Linked DNA regions of Mus musculus: all the other regions are linked to region 4. A link is a contact called in public HiChIP or PLAC-seq and promoter capture Hi-C data. All regions are on one chromosome and are shown on one strand. Each heading gives the region's core, a stretch centred on a gene start, on an enhancer-like site or on the middle of the called end of the contact. The rest is flanking DNA. Distances are from core to core; before and after follow the strand shown. Region 1 holds the start of Itpripl1 (inositol 1,4,5-triphosphate receptor interacting protein-like 1). Region 2 has its middle 23 kb from the start of Itpripl1. Region 3 holds the start of Mrps5 (mitochondrial ribosomal protein S5). Region 4 holds the start of Adra2b (adrenergic receptor, alpha 2b).

The links. Promoter capture Hi-C pulls out the DNA fragments that hold promoters and counts their contacts. HiChIP or PLAC-seq counts read pairs in DNA pulled down with a chosen protein or histone mark. Capture Hi-C pulls out chosen DNA fragments and counts their contacts.
Region 1: a contact with region 4 is called in a promoter capture Hi-C map of liver. The contact joins the promoter of Itpripl1 here to the promoter of Adra2b in region 4. A contact is called at or near these places in 6 of 39 promoter capture datasets (the 3T3-L1 cell line, the HPC-7 cell line, hippocampal neurons and 3 more), 10 of 484 Hi-C or Micro-C datasets (CD8 T cells, embryonic stem cells, group 2 innate lymphoid cells and 4 more), 5 of 115 datasets of contacts at active chromatin or transcription factors (the 230-238 cell line, the HPC-7 cell line, embryonic stem cells and 2 more) and 3 of 9 other capture datasets (adipose tissue, liver and pancreatic islet).
Region 2: a promoter capture Hi-C map of pre-B cells shows a contact between it and region 4, with 3 times the contacts expected there. The contact joins the enhancer-like site here to the promoter of Adra2b in region 4. A contact is called at or near these places in 1 of 39 promoter capture datasets (pre-B cells), 18 of 484 Hi-C or Micro-C datasets (B cells, the BV-2 cell line, CD4 T cells and 10 more) and 3 of 9 other capture datasets (adipose tissue, liver and pancreatic islet).
Region 3: a contact with region 4 is called in an H3K4me3 HiChIP or PLAC-seq map of embryonic stem cells, with 18 read pairs. The contact joins the promoter of Mrps5 here to the promoter of Adra2b in region 4. A contact is called at or near these places in 8 of 39 promoter capture datasets (the 3T3-L1 cell line, cranial neural crest, embryonic stem cells and 5 more), 1 of 15 datasets of contacts at CTCF or cohesin (large pre-B cells), 1 of 484 Hi-C or Micro-C datasets (embryonic stem cells), 12 of 115 datasets of contacts at active chromatin or transcription factors (the 230-238 cell line, bone marrow-derived macrophages, embryonic forebrain and 4 more) and 3 of 9 other capture datasets (liver, macrophages and pancreatic islet).

What each region holds. Positions count from the first base shown.
Region 1 is chr2:127,140,849-127,144,984 of GRCm38.p6, forward strand. It overlaps Itpripl1 (inositol 1,4,5-triphosphate receptor interacting protein-like 1), which reads right to left and starts at 2,609. Exons shown (of 2, transcript NM_001163527.1): 1 at 2,367-2,609; 2 at 1-1,366. The coding sequence starts at 1,352.
Region 2 is chr2:127,164,640-127,169,046 of GRCm38.p6, forward strand. No RefSeq gene overlaps it. Among named protein-coding and RNA genes, the nearest start is that of Itpripl1, 23 kb to the left of the region's middle. Within about 2 kb of position 1,847, at least 16 of the 459 cell types and tissues checked have an H3K27ac peak or open chromatin away from gene starts, as enhancers often do. A contact at or near this core is called in pre-B cells, where this site is marked.
Region 3 is chr2:127,586,014-127,590,214 of GRCm38.p6, forward strand. Mrps5 (mitochondrial ribosomal protein S5) reads left to right here and starts at 1,413. Exons shown (of 12, transcript NM_029963.2): 1 at 1,413-1,472. The coding sequence starts at 1,415. It also overlaps a transcript of Zfp661 not described here.
Region 4 is chr2:127,360,178-127,364,705 of GRCm38.p6, forward strand. Adra2b (adrenergic receptor, alpha 2b) reads left to right here and starts at 3,002. Exons shown (of 1, transcript NM_009633.4): 1 at 3,002-4,528. The coding sequence starts at 3,403.

The DNA.
Region 1 (4,136 bases), core at 1,359-3,858, 220 kb before region 4:
CGTAGCAACAAGTGCATGAGGGCTGTCTTGAAGTGGTAGGAGGTGAGAATGGGGCGAGATGCTCCCGGGGGTAAGATCTGATGGTCCTGAAGACTCAAAACGATCTGCAGGCACTTGAGGTGGCAGGTGTTCTCAGGGGCAAAGCGCCCCACCAGCTTCAGAAACAAGTGTTCACAAGCTGCAAAGGACTCAGGCCAATCCACACTGGTGAGCTGTTCTTGCTCGGGGGCCTGACTCACCAGGTAGACCAAGGTATCTTCCCGTTGCACCCCTAGAACCAAACTGATGGACAGAGAGCGGCCTGAGCGGTAACCCAACCTGAGCTTGCAGGAGGTGGTGGACGGTGGGAAAGTGAGCTTAAAGTCGTATTTGTGGGCCACTAGTGCCCAGGCATTGCTCACCATGTTTCGGAACCACTGCACGGTCTTACACACGTCCAGGTGCGAGCTGGTGCAGAGAGCTGCCTTGATGGAGCTAGTACACTTGCTCAACATGGCTGAGTGGTCCCTGTGGTGCACCAGGCACAACACATCCCCCAAGAGCTTCTCATGCTTGCACATGCACTCAGAGTCCACCTTCACACAGCCACAACGACGGCCCAGAGCCGGATCTCTCATCTCCAAGATAAACATAGTGCCCTGGGGAGGGACAATGGGCACCAGGACATCGAAATTCTGGGTCTCGTGGAGGGTTCCCCACTTCTCAAAGGCAGCCCCAAAGCCCAGGCAGTCCTCCAACTGTGGGTGAGCCTCCCGGCGGCTGAGCACCCGGCAGGCCTCAATGAGATCATCCACAAAGCTCTCCACAAACTCACAGGTGCAGGGCAGGTCACGGATGGCATTTTGGATATAATGTTTGTAAAAGGCTTCCAGGGCTTCCTGGGAGGGAAAATCAGAGAGCCGGGTGTAAGAGGAGACGGGCACGACACGGATCTCTTCCTCTTCCTCCTCGCTGCTGGACTCAAAGGCTGGCTCGTGCTGCATGCTCTGTCGTAGGAGCTCAAAGATGAGAAAAAGGCAAAAGAGGCCTGCATTCCACAGGTTTCCCAGTATCCAGCCCAGAGGCCCCCCATCTTGGCCACCGGCCTGGAAGGGCCATCCCATGTCCTTCTTCCCCAGCACTAACTGGTCACTGGATGTATCCCCTCTCCAGAAGTTCTCCACTTTCTGCTTCTGCTCAGCGGCTCGGCTCCTCTCTTCAAACTCCATCTCTAACTGCCGCATCTCCTCGCTCATTCGCTTCTCCAGCTGCCGACTCCTAGCTAGCGTGTCCAGGTCCATGCGGTCACTGACCATCAGGGGGTGGTGAACAACATACATCACTGCCAAGAACATGAGGCTTATCACAGCCATGGAGGCCTCTGCATCTGGAGGAGTAGGAGGGTGGGGATCAGTGGTGATTTCCGGGGCACATCTGTTCTCCAGCACAGAGTCCCCAGAGCCCTGGTACCTCAAATCCTGGATGCCAACTACTCAGGAGGAACAGAAAGTGCATAGAGCTAGGGTGGGAGTTAGCAAGAACGGTCCGCCTTGGGGAAAGGAAGTGGAGACCATAGGATGTACCCTGAGTCAACCTCTTTCCTTCCACATACCGTGGGTGGTGTTTAGGGGACATGAGACTGTTTTTATTCCAGTATAAGATGGGAAGGGGGACCCTTACAGTGGGGTGGCCTCACCCGACTCATCGGTCCACCTCGGGCCCCAGATATGCCCTGCCAGTCCCAGAGGCTCCCTTCCACAGGCAGAAAACACAGAATCTTGTTCGGGCAATGTCTTCCCCATCCTTGGGTAGCCAGCTTCAGTCCCTAGCTGCAGCATCCCACTTCCTCTGTGACTTCACAACCCTACCTTGTGTCATTAGACCACTTAACCTCACCACTCTGCCCTGCAGGTGCCAGACTTGGCACTGTGCTGCCAACTCCTTAGTATTACAGTGATGAGGTTCTGAGGCAGGCTAGCATATGGCCATCAGTCCAGCTGCACTTCTCAGTCCAGGAAAGTGCCTGCAGAATTCAGGGGCCAAGACCCAACTGACAGACAGTAGCAGAGATTCCCTGGCCCCATTGCCCAACCACTGAAACCTGAAGCTTCCGGCCTTCACCCCAGTAATTCACCAGCTATGGGGCTTCTTGAGTCATGAAAGGCAGTGCACCATGGCCATCGAGTTCAGGTGAGGGGCACTCCTCGCTTTGGAATTAAGCCCAACTGCCCCCTCCATGTTCAAAATACCCGAGCCACCGGCCCTGCTTCAAAGTGAAGGCCCCCCTCTACCCTTAGTAACTTCCCCCAAACTCACCCATCTCTCCTGACCCAATAAAATACCCAAATTTAAGGGTTTCTCCTGGAACTAGGGGCTCAGTTACTCACGGTCTCAGTTAGCAGGAGAGCGTTCTTAAAGAGACAGCGCGACCTGGCCGCCCTCGCCTTCTTCCGGGCGTACGCGATGCTCCCAGTTCATACTCCACACAAACTGAGAGAGTCCACCTGACGAGCTCTTTCTGGGTACAGACCATGTCTCCGAGGTCCAAAGTCTGCGGGCAGCGGACTGCAGCGACTACCACGCGGTGCTGGTCCCGGCGGACTCCAGCAATCCACAGCGGTTCCCGCCTCAGGGGTTCCGCCCCGACAAACCCCACCCCTTGCTCGAAGCCAAGAGGCGGGGCCCAAGGCAGGGACTCTTCCAGAGCTGGGGCCCTCCCTCCCTATGGGGCCCTTCCTCCCTATGGGGCCCTCCCTCCCTAAGGCCTCACACCTTTTTGTTTCTAGTCGTCCCCCCTAGGGTTTGAAGGGACAGCAGAGCATCTGTGGCCACGCGCTCACAGCTATTCTGCTTCATTCCGTGGCACAAGGCTGAAGTGCCTGCTGCCACTCCCACCAAGTTTCTTTTACCAGGGCAATGTGTGCTTATTGAGAATTTGGGTGGGAAGGTGAGAAAGAAATTAAGGACTGGGAAAAGCCATTCTCACTTCCCTCTGGCTCTATGCAAGGTGAAAAAGGAAATGAGATGTTTTTAGGCACCACTAATAAGCCTCACTCGATGGGAAGATGACTCATTTGGGTACAGAGCCTGTTGCCCAAGCACGATAATGTGAGTTTGGGTCCCCAGACATCCACCTCTAATCCAAAGTTTAAAAAATGGAGCTAGACAGAGCCACTGAGCTTAAGTGACTGGTATAAGGTTTTATTAAGAGACCTTGTCTCAAAGTAGAGATCTCTAAAGACGATGATTTTGCACCCAGGTGCACAGGAGGCAGGTCCGAGCATACACATGCAATACTACACACACATGCACAGGTATATGCATACCCCACTATAGACGTCACTTCCCCAAATCAGGTATCTTTCCCTAATCAAAGTGACTCTTAGGAAAGGACATCTGTCACTCAAAGACCTGCCTTGGAGCATTGTTTGTCACTTACTAGTCACATAGAGGTAAGAACCCTAAACCTAGCCAGGCAGTGGTAGCACATATGTTTAATGCCATCACTCAGGCTGTAGAGGCAGGCACCTCTCTGAGTTCAAAACCAACATGGTCTAAAGAGAGAGTACCAGGACAGCCAGAGCTACACAGAGAAACCTGGTCCTCTAAAACAAAAACAAAAAACAAAAATTCCTAAGCCTTCAGGCAGCTCTGCTGATCCTACGTCCATAGCAAAGAGAACTTCATAAAGTGTGAAGGCACGACAAGGCTTACTACATGTTAAGAAACCCCAACAAGAGGCTGGAGAGATGGCCTAACGGTTGAGAGCACTGACTACTCTTCTGAGGGGACTCAGGTTTGATTCCCAGCCACTTGCATGGTAGTTCACAACTGTTTGTGACTTGTGCATGCAGTGAACATACATATGCAGGCAAACACACCAATACACATTAAATAAATAGATAAAAAACAACAAGGGGCTAGAGAGATGGCTCAGCTGTTAAGGGAACTTACTCTTCTAGAGGACACTCATTTGGTTCCCAGCAGCTACTAAGTGGTTCACAACTATCTGTAATTCCAGTTCCAGAGAATCCGACAACCTGACACCCTCCTTTTATTCTATGGACTTAGGTACAGAGTTCATGTGGGCAAAACATACACAACTTTTTAAAGTGAATCAGTCTTTAAAAAAAAAAAAATTCCACCAAGCTATCTCA
Region 2 (4,407 bases), core at 597-3,096, 200 kb before region 4:
AGAAAGAAAGAAAGAAAGAGAAAGAGAGAGAGCAAGAGAAGGGAAAAGAGAGAGTGGGGAGGAAACATGCGAGGAAGAAACAAAGATGGGTAGAAGTTAGGGCAAGAAGAAAAATGAATTAATCAAGAAGACAAAACAGAAAAACAAAGCCCCCAAATGGATAAAGTCACATAAACAGAAATCTAGACCTCTGAGCTTGCGCAAAGAAAACAGCAGGAAAGAATTCACTATCTGGAAGTGTACCTGATGGACAATGCCGAGGTCCAAACAACCATCAAAGTCCAAATCCAATCCAACCACCAACTCTTACAGATCACCACCAAACAGCTCTCTGTACAGGACACAAACTAGCCCCAGAGAGTTCATTATACTGTCTGTCATTCCGCACAATGGCTGCCTGTGAGATCAGAGTATTAGTGACTTCTCAGAGCTGGCACAACCCAAAGTGGCTTTTTCCCACTTCTTAGTCCCATTGGGATTCTCTTTATCTGTTACTGTCCATTTCTCTGAGACAAATGCCCTGACAAGAGGCGCTTTGAGGGAGGAAGAGCTTTATTTAGGCTCACGCTATGAGGGCATTGCTAGGAGTGTTAGGGCTCCTCTTCTTGGGGTTTTAAATTCCTGCCAAAAAGAATTTAGGAACAGAATTAAAAGAAGCTCTGGCATAACTTTCTTCAAGTGTGAGGGACAGACAGAAAAACAGTTTCCAGCAAGAGCTTGAAGAGGCTGGGAGAAAGTCTTCTGCTGTGGAGTCCAGCAAGTAAGCCATGTGGTAGGACCAGGTCTAGAGGCTTCAGAGCATGTGACAGGAATTCCAGAGTGTTCAGGGATATAGGAATACTTCACAGAGCAGGGGCTGGTACTTACTGCAAAGAAATAGAATGAGAAAGGACTGAAAACTCTAAGCAGGCCTTGTACTCATTAGGGAAAGCTGGAAGTGACAGTCTTTAGCAGGGGCGTTTGGAAGCATTAGGGATATAATTGCTCCTCCCATTTTCATAGGACGGCTTCAGTTGAGACAGCTTTCATTTGTGATGATCTCCTGGCCAAGCCCAGATTTTCTACACGTACACACTGCATTTACTTTTAGTAAAAAGATTCGAGAATAATATGTAACTTTTTGAGGCCTTTTAAATGACAAAACATAAGCAGGGTCAGATATTCTGCATTGTGATGAAGAGGAAGTGACAAAAATGTCGAAAGACAGAATCCCCTGGGATATGCTGAGGTCACTGTGTTCTCTTGCATGAATGTTAACTCCTTTCTTATCGTGCTGTCTCTATTTGAATGCCTGCTGTGGCTCTGGGTTTTGAATATGGCTTCCTTTTCAGTTGTGAAACTAGGTTTTCTGGAAATGTCAAATCTGTTTTGAAGGTTTTAAGTACTGAGTGACTGATTGGAACTTGATGATTCTGAGAAGTGGAGTTTTATTGTTGAAGCAAATACTGTCTTTGGTCATCATGAGTCATTTCCATCTATTAGTCTAGTCTTTATGTACCCATGCATCCTTGTGGCCTTCAGGCCAAACATTTACAGTGTTTGGAGGAAGCCACAAACTCCCTCTAACCCTAAGCCCTGCTGGCTGTAAGACAGCAAATAAAATCTATAGTAGAGTCTCTCTACTATATCTGATGCTTGCATTGACTCTGAAATATTTTTTTCTGTGACCATGAATGTTATATACTAATGGGGGAACCTTAGCTTTTTGGAGAAGGCTGAATCTACATTCACTGGCATGGTCACTCACTTTTAGCTTCAAATAACCTGTTTCTTCCTATCTGTGGTGAAAGATCTGTATTTTAACTTAACAACATCAACCACTAGATGTCAGGCTTGTCCTGAAAATTGCTCTGTTGCCACTTTTAAATGAAATTTACAGCAGGCAGCTCAGATCTTAAAGAGAATCAGAGTGAGGTAACACAATCACAAAATAACTCAAATGATATGTACTCACTGATAAGTGGATATTAGCCCAGAAACTTAGGATACCCGAGATATAAGATACAATTTGCAAAACACATGAAACTCAAGAAGAACGAAGACCAAAGTGTGGACACTTTGCCCCTTCTTAGAGTTGGAAACAATCACCCATGGAAGGAGTTACAGAGACAAAGTTTGGAGCTGAGACAAAAAGATGGACCATCTAGAGACTGCCATATCCAGGGATCCATCCCATAATTAGCCTCCAAACGATGACACCATTGCATACACTAGCAAGTGTTGGCTGAAAGGACCCTGATATAGCTGTCTCTTGTGAGACTAGGCCGGGGCCTAGCAAACACATAAGTGGATGCTCACAGTCAGCTATTGGACGGAACATAGGGCCCCCCAATGGAGGAGCTAGAGAACGTATCCAAGGAGCTAAAGAGATCTGCAACCCTGTAGGTGCAACAACATTATGAACTAACCAGTACCCCGGAGTTCTTGACTCTAGCTGCATATGTATCAAAAGATGGCCTAGTCGGCCATCACTGGAAAGAGAGGCCCATTGGACACACAAACTTCATATGCCCCAGTACAGGGGAATGCCAGGGCCAAAAAAATGGGAATGGGTGGGTAGGGAAGTGGGGGACTTTTGGGATAGCATTGGAAATGTAATTGAGGAAAATACATAATAATAAAATATATATATATATAAGAGAATCAGAAAGCACATAGATGAGCAAACATCTTGAGTTCTTTCTAAGAAAAATAAAAGAGAAGAAAAAGCTGCTAGTTGTGTGTTATATGATAGTGTGGAGATTTAAGCAAAGACTAAATTCCCCACAAAGAGGGAGCAGAGAGCAGATCTGTATTAGTGTGTGTGTGTGTGTGTGTGTGTGTGTGTGTGTGTGAGAGAGAGAGAGAAAGAGAGAGAGAGACTTCTATGTTGCAGTCTGACTAACACAACAATGACCAGCTATGAATGGAAAGCCTAAAACTCTAGTCGTTGCTCAGTCCCACAAGGCTGGATGTTTCAGCTGGTCTTCTGTATAAAGTGCAATCCTGAAAAAGTGGGCTCCAGCAGATGTGCTGTCAAGTACGTGCAAGCAGAGGAAGAATGAACACATCTCCCTTCTTCTGCTACTCTCACGGAGGCCCCAGCAGGAGATGGAGCTCAGACTAAGACTGTGTCTAAGGATTCGGATTAAGGATGTGTGTTGCCCCTTGAACTTGTTGCATCCTGCCTCTGGGTCAGAGGTGTGCCCTCCATTTCTAGACTGTAGTTCATTCCAGACAATTCCTTATAAAGTGTTTTTTTTTTTTTTTTTTTTTTTTTTTTGAGAACGCTCTATTCCAAGGCCCATTTTGAACGGGTCCTTTATTTATTTATTTATTTATTTATTTATTTATTTATTTATTTATTTCCACTTTGGCTTGTTGATATATATATGTGTGTGTGTGTGTGTGTGTGTGTGTGTGTGTGTGTGTGTGTTAGATGCATAGCTAGGAGTGCTTCCCTTCCATTTAGTGGACTTCCTATTCACTCTGTTGATCATTTCTTCAGCTCTGCAGAAGCTTCTTAGTTTCATGACTTCCTCGTTGTCAACTTTGGCCTTAATTCTTGGGCAAATAGTGTCTGAGTTCTAGCTTCCAGGGTATCAGAATTTGCATGCAAACTTCCAAAGTAGGGAGAAAAACAACAGTCCCTACCCTTTTGTGACATCTATGAAACATGACAGCCACCAACATAGCATTGTAATCATCACAGTGAAGTAGTAGTGCGCATACATTGGCTGTAATTCACAACTCTCTAATTGGAATTAAGACCCCCCTCAACAGGAGGAAGACCTTTCCTAGTATTGGAAACCCAGTAAACTACTCAATGTTAGTTGAATTGGTTAACGAGGGAGAATCTAACCCCTTAATTTACTAACTCAGCATAACCTGTAGCAACAATCTATGAACATTTGTCCTTTTACTCACAGATAAGTGGAGTCATCCCCTCACCAGGGAAAGTTCTCTTTGCAACAGATAGAGATCACTAAAGAAACTAAGTACCAATAAAAGTTCAAAGTCATGGAGCACAATCCTAGTTGCTACAGCTACAAAGTCCTCCTACTCCCAAGGGTTAGCAAAGAAAAACCTTATAGATTGTAAGGGTTACAGGATTGAGGAGGTTGCTTTGTGCTGAGGATTTGGTGTCTGGGAATGTCCCTTTAACTCTCATTATTCTCCACTGATTATCACTGTCGTCCGCATGATTACCACACTGCTCCATGTTATCTGGTATCTTCAAGAGGTTCTGCACATACATTCAATAATAAAGTTTAGGATCCAATTGGAGATAATCTTGCTGCACACAGTCTGGATGATCTCCGGTTAGACTTGGTGTGACTAATACAATAATCAGTTCAGGTGAATCTGCAAGTAGATGCAGAAAACCCGGAAAACTCAGTCAGTAACCCCAGTGCTGTAAAGAGATCA
Region 3 (4,201 bases), core at 163-2,662, 220 kb after region 4:
CATCAAATATTGACCACAGGTTTTGTCTCTCGTGCATGGCATCCAGAAACTCTCCAGTGTTGCTATGTCGGCTACAGGGGGCACTAAATGGGTGGCTTGTCAGTAGAGGGAATAAATCATATCACTAGGCTGCCAAGGTCTCAGCACTGCTGTCTAATTTTTGTTGATCCCTTTCGCCTCTGTCAGTCTCATGGATCTCTTGTAAGCCTCGGTCTGCCCCTAAGGCAGTGAAAAGGGCAGCTGTGAAAGGGTTCTTCTGCAATTCTGAAGGATGGCTGCATACAGAAATCCTCAACTATGTTCCCAGAGAGCTTGTAAAAGAGCCCTGTGATACTTTGGTTGGACAAGGTCAGGAGAAACATACAATCACCTCTTCTCAGGAAAATGATTCTTCCAGTCTGCTCCTGAGTTTCTTGGGGGCTGCATGGTATGTGCTCAGACATGGTCACGAACCTGTGACAGATTTGGAGGACATAGTTTACCAAGTCTTGCCACGTCTTCAGCTGCCTATAGGTCTTCATGGATATCCTTACTGAATGAACTAAAGCCTCCCCAGCCTGTGCTGCAAAGACTTACAAAGTAGCCAAGGCACTCTCACAAGCAATTCTGAACTTGCTCAGAGACTGCAGGTGTTTCGAATCATGACCAAGACATTAGGTAGCAAATGTGGCTTGCCCAACAACCACTGCCCTCAGGAAAGGTAGAAGCCTTAAATGATAATCCCAAGAAGCTAATGAAGAAAGCCCCTGTGTTACTTTCTATTGCCGTGACAAAACACCATGACCAGGGCAACACAGAAACAGTTTATTGCAGGCTTAAAGTTTCAGGGGAGGAGTCCAGAACCATCATATGTGACTCATTTGGGCAAGCATGGATAGTGTAAAGCCATGAGCAGGTGGGGTAAAACCCGTGGCCTCGGGCTGGAACATGACTGTGTGTGAACAACCTGTACCATGAATACACAACAAAGGCAACATATGTTTAATAAACTTTGGGCCTTTACGGACTTCCCACACTTTGTCTCATTCACCCCCGGGCTCCTTCCCGATGTTCCCAGACTCTTTCCCGGTTCCGCAGAACTGACTTTGCCAGGTCAAGCCTGCTACTGGTGAGATGTGATCCATTAGGCTACTATCAGAGAAAAGAGCCCAGAGCTAGCCCCGCCCTCGCCCCGCCCCTGCCCGGGGTCCTAGCGCGAGGACCCCTGAGCAGCTGTCCGAGGCTGAGCCTGACTCAGTTTCCTCTGTGGTCCACGAGGGCAGTTTTCCGTGTGCGCTGAATGGTGGCCCTCGAGCCTCAGCACACCTCTCTGCGCTGACGACGAACTTGTGACAAGGCGCGGTCGCAGCTCGTTGCTGCAGGCGGTGAGGAAGGCGGTTCCAGAGACAGGCGGAGTCGCTGCTCCGGCTCCAGCATGGCGGCGGCCGTACGCGCTGCAGGCTGTCTCCCTGCATTGTGTAGCTTGCAGGCAGGTGAGCCCTGGGACCCGGACCGAAAGCGCGCGCGAGCAGGGGTCTTTCCCTCGGGTCTGTCGAGTCTAGGCTCCAGGAACGCGAGAAGTCGCCGAGTCCTTGATCTCAGTCTCCCATTCGGGTCCGGCCGGCTGTGTGACCTTGCGCGCCTTCTGTCCCTCTCTGGTCGCGCCGTTTGAGAGTATAAGGAGTGAACTGGGCAGTGTGCTTTCGGCCAGGGAGACCGTTCAGGCCCACTCTGTGAGGAGGAGCGAATGTAGCAAGCATAGTCTGTGGTTCATAGGGTGATGTCAATCCCTGTCTCGAGTCAGAGTGCCGCCAGCAAAAAGTCTAACAGACTCTTACTGAGTCTGTTAGATTAACTAGCTGTCATTTTAGCGTCTGGGCCGATCCGTTTGCCAGAATATACTTTTGCTGTCACCGTCTTCCTGCCGCCCTTTTCAGTTGTGTGCCGATCTCTAGCATGGCGTTGGCTTGTAGGAATAGCTTCGCGCTGGACATTGTGCTCAAGGTCCTGGTCCAGAAAGTTCATTTTGTTGCAATATTTAACCTGAAATCACTTGATAGGGTATGTGACTTGAGCCTTCGTTTGTTTTGCCGGCGTTGAAACCATCTCATTAAGGCCTCTGTCCATAGTAAGTTGTAACATTCACTAGCGCTCGCAGGTGATCTATCTAAAGTGTACACTTCAAAGGTTTTGTTTTAGTGTTTTTGTAGACGGTGCATTTATCATCACAGTCAGTTTGAGAACATTTTCATCACTCCAAAAGAAAAAACAACTGTACCTTTTAACTGTTGCCCCCACCCCTCGCCATCTCTCACTAGCCGTCAACACTGGGAGACTACTGATCTATTTCCCATCTGTCCATAGCTTGTCTGTTCTGGGCATCTGGTTTCTACGATTGGCATCTGCCAATAATGCTGTGTTGTCAGGATTTGTCCCTGCTGTGACATACCAGTCCCATGTTGCTTGTGAGCCAATAATACTCTTGTGTCCATTACACCACATTTTGTTTATCCACTCATTGGCGGATGAACGTTTGAGCCGTTTCCATCTTTTGGCTGTTAGGACTGATGTTAAAACATTTGGATGCTGTGCTTCTGTCTGTGCACATGTCCGTCCTCTTGTGGGTATTTCCTGGGTGGAATTGCTGGTTGAAGTGACACCTCAGTGTTTAACTAAGGAACTAACTACCAAGTAGCTGTACCATTTTACAGCTCCACCGGCACTGTGTAGGGGCTTCAGTTTCTCTTTGCCAGCACTTGTTATTGTCTGTCCTGTTCAGAGAACCAAGCTGTGACGATATACTAATTTTGTGGCTTTGATTTCTAATGGGCTCGTTTCCATGCGCTTAATAGCCATGTGTGTATGTTCTTGAAGCAATATCTGTTCAAATCTTTTGTCTGTGTGCGCCTGTAACTTGATTGTGTGGTTCTTGACCATGAATTTCCTAGATTAGAGGGAAACACTTGATCTAACCGTGTGCATGCTAGGCACATGCTCTACAACTGAGCTGCACGCTCGAGTGTTAGAAGGCTTGGATCCTGTCGGTAGAGCCATGGGTTATGGATGCTTAGGAGCCGGAGCCATGCTGGAGGTAGTGAGTCTGTGGAGGTGGGCTAGGGAGCTTCATCACCTGCCTTCCACGCCTGATCACCTGCTTCCGGGGTGTGGATGTGGTTTTCTGCCGCCATGTCTTCACTGCTTGCTGCCATGACTTCTCTTCCATGGTGGTCTGAATCTCTCTGGGACTGTGAGCCCCAATAAACCCTTTCTCCCTTAAGTTCCTTATGCCTGGATATGTTATCACAGAAACAAGAAGTAAATTTTTGTTTTTTGAGACATATCTCAACAGCTTGCCCAGGCTGCTGTTGCAATCACTCTCTAGCCCGGTGCTGGGTTTGAACTTCCCATCCTCCTGTTCCAGTCTCTCTCATAGCAGGGTCTGTGAGCCTGTACTAACAGGTTACTTCCTGTTCATTGTCACTTGGGTTGACTTTTTATTCTTGATTTGGAAGACTTCGTTGCATTTTCTAGAAATAAGTCTCTTGTCAGATATATAATCTGCAAGAAAAAAAAGTATTTTTGGAGACAGGCTCTCATTGTGTAGTCTTGGCTATCTTGAAACTCACTATGTAGAGCGGGTTGGCTTCGAATTCACAGAGGTCAGCCTGTCTCTGCTTCCAGGCTAGGATAAAAGGCATGTGCACTGTGCATAAACTTTTTTTTTTTAAAGAGTTTTGCATGTTAACTTTTAAGACCCCCTCCCCTGCCAAGGTTCTCACTATGAATGTAGTCTAGCCTCAAACGCACAGTGATTCTTCTGCCTCAGCTTCTCAAATGCTGGGATATACTAGTATACCTGACATTAATAGTGTTCCTTGAAACACAGGTTTTTGTTTTTGAGCATCCAGGGCCTAGTGCACATCAGGCAAGAGCTGTGCCGCCAAGCTGTTTCTAGCATTGAACACATTGGTTTGAAATTTTGATGGTCTCATTCATCTGTTTTCCCCCTCTCCCTTTTGGTAGCATGTGCTTTTGGTGTTGTATCTAAGAAACCACTGCCAAGTCCAAGGTTGTGATTGTTTACGAGTTTTATAGACCTTTGGCCTCTGTCTGGTTTAGTTTTTGATGATCAGAGGCAGACCTGCACTTCCTCCATCTGGATTTTACTGCCCCGCTGTCTCCATACATGAGTTTTCTCAGCTCTGCTGTCAGAGTCGGTGCT
Region 4 (4,528 bases), core at 1,752-4,251:
CATATCCTGCATATCAGATATTTACATTATGATTCCTAACAGTAGCAGAATTACAGTTATATAAAGTAGCAATGAAAATTTTATTGTTGTGGGTCACCACAACCCGAGGAACTGTATTAAAGTGTATTAAAGGGTGGAAGCATTAGGAAGGTTGAGAACCATGACGTAGTGTTCTAGACGTAAGGGTCCCTTGGAAAGGAGACTAAGTAGCTCAACAAGAGGATGGGATCAGTCCCAGAGGGATCTTGAGGTCAGGGAGAGCAGCTCTAGAAGCTGCTTGGTTCCCACCAGGAGACTCAGTGCCCCTCTCTCAGCTCTTAGATGTCACACATCTCCTTAGATTCCATGCTAGCTTGCCCTTCTTTAGAAAAAGATGATGTCACCTATATGCAAAATCACCTTGCCCCTATTCCCAGTCTTTCCAGAGATGGCACTCTGGGACAGTGTGGGCACAATGGCTCTGAGCACAGTGAGTCTGCCATTCACTGATAAGCGTCTACCATCCTTCACCCACCAACAACCATGGCAGTTCTCAGCAATAAAGAGGAGGTGTCCTGATGGAGGTGGGGATGTAATTCAACAAGTCCTTGGACCACACCCGAGTGTCAAAGGGCATATGGAGTTTGGAGCGTGAGCTGAGCCCACTGAGACTGAGAGTGTCTGGCTGAACAAACCCTGGGAAGGACTAATGATACACAGACTGGGACACTCCTGGGTTCTGGGACAGCTCCTGCTGCCCTCCTAGCTGCAGGATAGGAGAGCACCTCTCTTAAGTTGTGGTCATCTTGGGCTGACACCCGACTTGGTGAGTCCTGACACTTGGTAGATGTAGAGTTGCCCCTTCAGGGAAGAACAAGGTGAATGTTCGTCAGTGGGGCTTGGAGTAAGGTGGGATTAGGGGCAACCTTGGCTGCTCTTCCTGCAGGATCCTGGAGACCTGGCCCTTTAAGGAGAATGGGCCATAAAATATCCCATCTGACGTTGATCATCTGTGAAGTCTTCTCTCAGTTTGAGTGTGGCTGGAGGTTGCTTGGGACAAGTAGGGACTTGCCTCAGTGGCTACTTCTCAAGCTCCCACGACCACCCTCAGCCCTTTCTCAGTAAATGGGGCTACGAGGACTTCTTCATCACCTGTGGCTGTGGACTCAAGCCCTGTCCAACGTGATGGTCTGTAAGACCTGTCTCAAGACTACAGCCTCAAAGGGGCAGGTGAATGGCTGTCCTTTTCAAGCCTGGTCTACATGGCACCACCCTCTCTGGTTGTGACAGTCCCACCTAACTAGAGAGCTAGCTGCAGCTCGGCCTGAGGTGGGGAGGCATTGCTCAAAGTGTCCCCATGTGGCTAGGCATGGTGATCTGGAGACTGAGTTGAGGAAAGACTGGTCTGTGGGGACCCAACGGTCACATTTGAGATCTCACAGTGGTGGCCATGACAAGTCCAGTAGACTCACTGACTTGAGGTGAGATTTGGGAGTGGACTCCATCTTTAGGGATTCATATATATATATTTATGTAGTGCCCTTCAGAATTAGGAGCTGTAAATACAAGGCCTGGTTCTTTTCACACAAGCTGTGGAGAAACCTCCTTGAGGCTGGGGGTGGAGCAGGGCCCAGTTCAAAGTTTTTTTTTTTAAAGATTTATTATTTTTTTGTGTATGATTGTTTTTTTCTGCGTGTATTTATGTTTCACCTGTGCGCTTGGTGCCTGTGGCGTCAAGTGAGGTCATCAGATATCCTGGAACTAGAATTACATTCTGTTGTGAGCTGATGGAAAGGGGTTTGAAACTGAAATCGGGTCCTCTGCAAGAGCAAGCGCTCAGCACTCAAACTTGTTCTCCCACTGGATAGGCTGCATGAACATCTGGGGCGGCCAAGGCCGGCTCCTTTCTACACCTGAGCCACCCACATTGACTTTTTCTGAGCTATGGAGAGATCTCCTCACACCGCTCTGGAGGAGGGACCTCCTTTTCCGTTGGTCAAGAGGCTCCTCTCCAAACCTGCGCTTTGAGTCAAGCTGTTTCCCTCTTTAAGATTTGTTTTAAAGTATGGGTCTCTGTGTGGCTATGTTCAGGGGAGTGTAGGTGGAGGCCAGAGGCATACCATCCCTGAAACGGGAGTTACAGTTTTGAGCTACCTGTTGTGGCTGCTGGGAACCGAACACAGGTTCTCTACAAGAGGCACTCTTAACCACGGATCCATCTCTCCAGTTTTCCCTTCCTACTTTAACTTTTTTTTTGCCTTTAATGGAGAAAAAGGAAGCAGCAATAGGGTGGTTGAAGTCCACTAGTCGCTTCTCACCAAGGAGTAGTTAGTGTGTGTGTGTGTGTGTGTGTGTGTGTGTGTGTGTGTGTGTGTGTGTGTGTGTGTGTGTGTGTGTGTCTGGGACCTGCGAGGACATCGGCCCCTAGCCTCTTGCACTCAGATGGCAGCAGAGGGCGCTCGCAGCACAGAGACTCACTCATTGCACCTCGCAAGTCTGACCTAGACCTAGTGGTGTTTGGGTGGGGAAGCGTTAGGAAAGGGGATTTGGAACTCTCTCCCCACTTTGGTCCGGCCCCTAAGGTTCTCGGTTGCTGGGATGCTGGATGGAGGTGTGGCTTATTATGCTTAAGAGCTCAACACTCTCCTACACGCTTTTCTGTCGGGCTGCTGCAAGCGACAAAAGCAGTCTATCGATCTGGGTGCTCTGTCCTAGACTCGCAGACAGAAGGCAAGTGGACCCTTGGGACAGACCAGCTCCGGGTCTCAGCACGCACCGATTCTCTTCGGTACATACTCTTCCCAGAACGCCGACGACCCCAGACTCCCTGCTCTCTAGACTCGGCCGCGCAGCGGCGGGAAGGAGAAAGATGTTGGGGCCCGGGGCGAGTAAAAGATGTGCGTCGCAGGTCCATGTCCCGCAAAGCGCACCTTCCACCCACCCTGGTCGGATCGCCCGCCCCGCCTCCTTCCCTCCTCCAGCTCCCGCCCCCAATCTCCTCCCTCCTCCCGCGGTGCTGGCTCTCCTCCTCACGCCCCTGCGCGGAGGGCTGACTGCAGGCGCGGCTCCGGGAGAGAGCGCCTTTACCGAGAGCAGGGTGCGCTTCCCCAGTCGGTTCTGTGAGTCCTGCAGCTGTGCCGCACGACGGCGCGACTTTCCTCTGGTCCCGGGACGGCAGTGAGACAACTTGGAAAACTTCTCTGGGGCGGACTGCAGGGACGCCGGGCACCAGTGGCAGAGAACGTAAGAGAGCGATAGATGGTCCTGGGTGTCCCCGGACCTCCGGCCAGGCTACGGTGCTCCAGAGCCATCTGCACCGCCTGGGGGGACGGCCCCCAACAGTAGCGGAGCTAGGGTGGCGCTTTCTCCTGCGTACTGTGAGTTTGGCCAGCATCTTTCTCTCTGGACATGTCCGGCCCCGCCATGGTCCACCAGGAGCCCTACTCGGTGCAGGCCACCGCCGCCATCGCGTCGGCCATCACCTTTCTCATCCTCTTCACCATTTTCGGCAATGCGCTGGTAATTCTGGCTGTGTTGACCAGCCGCTCTCTCCGTGCACCACAAAACCTCTTCCTGGTGTCACTGGCAGCAGCCGACATCCTAGTGGCTACTCTTATCATCCCTTTCTCTCTGGCCAACGAGCTGCTGGGCTATTGGTACTTCTGGCGTGCGTGGTGCGAGGTCTACCTGGCGCTAGACGTGCTCTTCTGTACCTCCTCCATCGTGCACCTGTGTGCCATCAGTCTGGACAGATACTGGGCAGTGAGCCGAGCATTGGAGTACAACTCCAAGCGCACTCCACGCCGCATCAAATGCATCATCCTCACCGTGTGGCTCATTGCAGCCGTCATTTCTCTACCGCCCCTCATCTACAAGGGCGACCAGCGCCCAGAGCCCCACGGGCTCCCCCAGTGTGAGCTCAACCAAGAAGCCTGGTACATCTTGGCTTCCAGCATCGGATCTTTTTTTGCTCCCTGCCTCATCATGATTCTCGTCTACCTGCGAATCTATGTAATTGCCAAACGCAGCCACTGCAGAGGTCTCGGAGCTAAGAGGGGCTCTGGGGAGGGTGAGTCCAAGAAGCCCCATCCGGCCGCCGGGGGAGTTCCAGCCTCGGCTAAAGTGCCCACCCTGGTCTCTCCTCTATCTTCTGTCGGAGAGGCTAATGGACACCCCAAGCCTCCAAGGGAGAAGGAGGAGGGGGAGACCCCTGAAGATCCCGAAGCCAGGGCTTTGCCACCCAATTGGTCTGCCCTGCCCAGATCAGTCCAGGACCAGAAGAAGGGGACTAGTGGGGCAACTGCAGAGAAGGGAGCTGAAGAGGATGAAGAGGAGGTGGAAGAATGTGAACCCCAAACACTGCCAGCTTCTCCTGCCTCAGTATTCAACCCACCCTTGCAGCAGCCTCAGACTTCCCGGGTGCTGGCCACGCTACGTGGCCAGGTGCTTCTGAGCAAGAATGTGGGTGTGGCCAGTGGGCAGTGGTGGCGCCGTCGGACACAGCTGAGCCGAGAGAAGAGGTTCACCTTTGTGCTGGCGGTGGTCATTG